Regions from separate parts of the Bombyx mori genome. Here region 1 is linked to region 2. Evidence: chromatin contacts called from public Hi-C data. All regions are on one chromosome and are shown on one strand. Each heading gives the region's core, a stretch centred on a gene start, on an enhancer-like site or on the middle of the called end of the contact. The rest is flanking DNA. Distances are from core to core; before and after follow the strand shown.

Evidence for each region. Hi-C and Micro-C count contacts between places; a contact is called where the count stands out from the background.
Region 1: a Hi-C map of middle silk gland shows a contact between it and region 2, with 1.5 times the contacts expected there. The contact joins the promoter of LOC101742251 here to the promoter of LOC101740677 in region 2. A contact is called at or near these places in 2 of 7 Hi-C or Micro-C datasets (middle silk gland and whole pupa).

The regions. Positions count from the first base shown.
Region 1 is chr23:2,323,921-2,326,620 of ASM3026992v2, reverse strand. It overlaps LOC101742251 (cytochrome c oxidase assembly factor 5), which reads right to left and starts at 1,366. Exons shown (of 3, transcript XM_004925429.5): 1 at 1,145-1,366; 2 at 838-933; 3 at 1-680. The coding sequence starts at 1,252. The coding sequence ends at 639. It overlaps LOC101741861 (probable cysteine--tRNA ligase, mitochondrial), which reads left to right and starts at 2,371. Exons shown (of 1, transcript XM_004925426.5): 1 at 2,371-2,700.
Region 2 is chr23:1,619,072-1,621,771 of ASM3026992v2, reverse strand. It overlaps LOC101740677 (pleiotropic regulator 1), which reads left to right and starts at 1,445. Exons shown (of 8, transcript XM_004925419.5): 1 at 1,445-1,789; 2 at 2,077-2,204; 3 at 2,682-2,700. The coding sequence starts at 1,674. LOC101740918 reads left to right here. Exons shown (of 4, transcript XM_004925420.5): 4 at 1-1,142. The coding sequence ends at 421.

The sequences.
Region 1 (2,700 bases), core at 117-2,616, 700 kb before region 2:
AAAGATAAAGGTTTAACATGGGTTAGATACATAGCACAAAAAAGGTTAAACTAAGAATTTATTACTTTCTGAGTCCTGGGTAGAAACAATAAACTATATACTGATTTTAAACTCCTAATTGAGGAACTACTTTAATGCTTTTAAAATCTATAATAATGCTTATTATACCTGGAGGCATAGTACAGATCAGGCAGGTATTGTCTTACCATTAGAACTTATTATAAAACCATGTCACAGTTAAGTAAATTACAGTCATAAAATTTATTGGTTCAGTTTACAAGTGAAACAATTCAGTAGAAATGTATGAAAATACCCTGGAATTTTATTTTGCCTCAAATACTGTTAACTTTTTATTTTTATGGCCTAGTAGTTAATTATAGTTTTTCTTTGACCCTTAAATATCTCTAGCCCAGAAAATCCTGATTTGAGTTTTATGGAATATTACATGACTAATACACATTTAACTAAACTATAAAGAATTGAAAATATTATATAGTAAACTGCATTGAAGGGAATGACTTACAACTAAAAAAAGACCAGTTTTAAGTACCTATTACTCTGCATTATTTTGTATTTAAATCTTCAATAGGTAATTTCATGAACTAAACACTTAATAAAATTGTTTAAAATAATATATTTTAATATCCTTTATGACCTCGAAACCTTCTTCTATTGTCTAGCTGAAAATATACAAATATATATTTAAATTTACTTATCCATCGCATTTAACTTAATTTTTATTTACTTTTTTTTAAGTCATATTATGCTATTTTGTCTGTATACTCAGGTTATTTTTACATCATTTCAAAGCCAAATATTCTTATATTTAGTACTTACTAAAGATCGTTTACACTCAAAGAAGCTTTGTCTCAATTGTAAGCATTCTTCAGGCACTAAGCCATCTTTTAAACATTCCCTTGGTGTCTTTTTGTCCTGAAATGAAATTTATCCATTATAAATATTTTAAGGAACAACATAGGCAGTGATTTTAAAAATTAATCCTATAAATGTAATAAATACCTTAGGCTTGACATTTTTGATGTGTTGAATGGATTAAAAAAATTTAACTGAATCATTAAATATATAAATATTTCAGTGTATCTAATAAAAATATATGCCGTTTTTATGATACACTAAAACTAACCTTTTTGCAACAATCACTTTTTAATAAACATGACTTTAAATCTGCACGTATACCGGCACATGGCGACTGATCTACTAAGCCTATCTCATCAGGAGCAAAACTAACCATTATTTATCAATAGTAAACAAACTCGTAAATTAAAACCGCAATGTATTAATTTACAATTTCTATGATTACGAGTTACGACTAATAAATCCAATACCAATAAACTTCACGGACTTTTTTTCGAATTTTTTGAGCGGCCTGGAATCTGTTCTTTTAAGCCAAATCTTCATGTTGTGTTTGATAGAAGTGAGCCTTAAAACGCCTGTGCGTATACTATGGCAATGATATTTTTTATGACTATCTCTACTGGGTTTCCCTCGGCTTTCGCTCGTCGTAGACATAATTAAAACTATTTTTACATCTTAGTCCGTGACCAAAACAATTATTAAGTATTCGAAACTGCTTAAATAAAATGCTGACAATAAAAACGCGAGATTAAACCATAAAGTAGTTTTCATTGTAACTATCTATCTTTTATTAACGACAACGCACTGGTAAAAGTAACGCTACTAAATATTTGAAGTCTGATCATATTATTCATTATGTTTCGATAATATATGTTCCGCTGAACCATAAAATATTTGCATTTCACTGTCGGAAAATGAAACAATAACACTAGATATTATGGCTTCTTTTGTTCTCGCAAGAAGTCCATTGAATTCATTAACTTCATTTCAGTAACCTTCCACCGTTTTACTAAGAGGCTACTTGATTTCGTCAAAATCGTCGTGGCCTAAAGGATAAGACGTCCGGTGCACCAGTGTTCGAATGCCGCAACCGGGTACCAAATGAAATACGTACTTAACAATTGTTCACGATCGACATCCACGGTGAAGGAATAACATCGTGTATATAAAAAATATCAAACCCGCAAAATTAAAATTTGCGTAATTACTGGTGGTAGGACCTCTTGTGAGTCCGCACAGTTAGGTATCACCACCCCGCCTATTTCTGCCATGAAGCAGTGGCCGTTTTCCAATTACAGCACAAGAGCGCATTATGCGGCATAATGCTCAACTAAACTTCAGCATAATTCGGCATTGTGCGTCACTGAGTCGCATTATGCTCTGTAATTGGAAAACTACCATTAAGTAATGGATAATGCGCTCTTGTGCTGTAATTGGAAAACGGCCAGTAATGCGTTTCGGCTTGAAGGGTGGGGCAGCCGTTGTAACTATACTGAGACCGTAGAACTTACATCTCAAGGTGGGTGGCACATTTACGTTGTAAATGTCTGTGGGTTCCACTTAACCACTTAACACCAGGTGGACAGTGAGCTCATCCAGCCATCTAAGCAAAAAAAAATCATCTCGTCTCACACCTATGGTCTAGCTCTAGGATTAGGTCTTTTCTCAGACACTTACTTTTAACGAATTGGGCACTTCTCCCTTTGCCAATCTAATAAACCAATCAACCAAAAAATGTTGTTATCAATCAAATATTATTTACAATTTATTTGAAACAACATTTAGTATCAGCAAGTTCGAACTGCCTGAAATGTATCATTAATA
Region 2 (2,700 bases), core at 196-2,695:
CGCATTATACGGTGGCCCGGCTCTGGATTCACGAGTGCTGTGGGCGGCCCTCACGCCGAGAGGCACGAGACACTTTGTCGCCGACACTTACCCGCACGACGATACGGAGGACCACCACTACGAGTGCGTCGAACCCCCTCTCTACAAACTCGGCCCACCCGAAGACTTGGCCATCACCCGTCACTTCAATGTTGAATACGAAGACCCGGCGCCCCTGATAGAAAATTACAGCGATAGAGCTGAGGACTACTTCCGTAACGGTATCGAGACGCTGCGCAGAACGAGACCGCTCGTGTCATCGCCAACCAGGATCGAACGCCCCAACTTGCCTCCTCTGAACCTTCAGCCGAGGACGCTGCGCCGCGCGCCCCACTCCCGCCGCGTTAGCGACGCTAATAATCCAGAGAAATCGGCCATCTGAACCGAGAGTGGCGCGGTATTCTCCGTCGCCGATACAACTGAAATCGATTACGATTGGCAGTCGATTGAAAATTCGAACGTTGACCGTCTCGTTTAACAACCGTACTATTGACTCTTGTTTCACTGAGTGTAATGCTTTTTTAGTTTTGAAAAATCGTCGTCGAAATTTCTGGTAGTTCAGTGATTAACATTCGTTCATAAATACTAAAATGCTCTTTTACGGTAATTGTGTGTTTATGTAAATATTGTGTATGCACTTATTAAGTATTCCAAGTCTGTGTGTTGAACAGTACAATGTGCTTAGTACCATTTGTATGGAGTTGGAACAGCGCCTTTAGCGGCAAACGCAGAGTAACTGCCCCAGCTCCATACAATTTTGAGTAACTTTTACACGATCGAGAAGTTAAAACAACTCGCACCAGGCACACTGTACAATGTAAATAATACTTTGGAGGATGTTTATTGTATGTAATTTAACATAACAAATAGCTATCATTAAATCAATAAATATTCGAAAACTAGTGAGCAGCTGTATCTAGTCTAGTTTCTAGTCTGTAAGCACAATTTCTAGTCATGTTCGTACCTACTTGTGAATTTAGAGGTAAATATAGATATAGTCCACTGTGTATTTTATTGAAAATCAATTCCACAATTTTCTTCGCAATGAATTTTTATGCTCGAATTTTGTACTTATGAATAAAATCGACGTTGTGTAAACAGTGTTTTTTTCATTTCTAGGAGCAAACTCTAATTAAATTATTGATAAAATTCTGAGCCAAATCCGTACTTTCTATCCGTCACAACAAGCATAAACAACAAACAATAAATTTTTTCTTCAAATACCCTTTAGTATTTCAGCTCAATAAGAGGAATTTAAAATGTTTGTTTTAAAACAATTAAAATGGTAATTTCAAAAAATCATAATAATTATGTTTGTTGCAGGCTAATCGAGATTTGCATTCATTTGCCCAAATTTTTTATTATCTGTACAGTGACACTTGACAGTGACGCTGCTCATACCGTCCATTTGACGTTTGTTTGACGTAGGATTTATTTTGTAGGAAAGTTGTTGCTGTTTGTTGTCGGGTATTTCTTGGTCTCGACACCGTTAAAACCAAAAAGCTTTTCGTAAGAATCATAAGGAATATGCATTAATTAAAAATAAAATTGAATTTAAATGCTGATTTAATATTACAAGTTAATAGTATTTCGTATTCTTTAAGTAATTTTAGACATTAATTAATAACTTCATAATGTCTGAGGACGTGATTAAACATTCTGTACACACTTTAGTGTTTCGATCGTTGAAAAGATCGCACGATATGTTCCTAGCTAATCAAGGAATGTTGCCGCCAATCGACGATAAAGCGTAAGTAAAACAGAATAATATTATTTGAGGTTAGTTTAATACAAGTCCTAATGGAAATAATCGATGAGCTATTTCAAAGATCGGTACAATAGACAAACTAAGCGATTTGTTGTTCCGTATCAAAAAATTTCTGCTAAACCTTTAAAACTTTCTACTGTACTGGAGAAAACCTTTATGGGAGCAGACAATGTTGTCAAGGTAAATAAATTAGAGGAAAATGTCACGTTATGTATAACTACATAAAACACTAGAGTAGATAATTATTATTTATAATTTTACATTAACAGAGAGAAAGTACTGAAATTGGTTAAAGCAAGAGATAGTTACGGACAAGTCATGGGTGCAGTGCGGAAGGCTCAGGCCCTGAAACAACAAGAGTCTGTCACCTGTAGACCTGAAACTCCACTGACCACAGGTAAAAACAATTAACAAACTCCTATATACGGTTAAGCGCTTAGGCTCAGGATAAATAAAACTTCCACTGAAGTACATATTAAAACTCTATTTAAAACTAAGAACACTTACCAAACACTTTACAATTCGTAATTCACTTCTTCCGCTTCGCTTCAGGTGATCCGTTTGCTGTTTCGCTTTGAGTAGATCCTTTTAATAACTGCTTTCATGTCATCTCTGCAACGCTTTTATAGTCAATACGATATCTCTACAAAAATCGAGAACATTCCAGAAATATGGATCAAATACAGAAACAAAAAAAAAATTATTCATTTTTATGGAATTTTTTTTACAACAAAGTTGCATTTTCGTTATGATAAAAAAACAGCAAGAATTTAGCTGTGGACCTCATGAGTTCTATGCTCATTACATTCAATAAAAAATCGGTCCAATACTCCTTGATATTGCAATGAAATAAATCGAATGTTTTCTTTAGCAGAAACAGTGGAAACTGCACC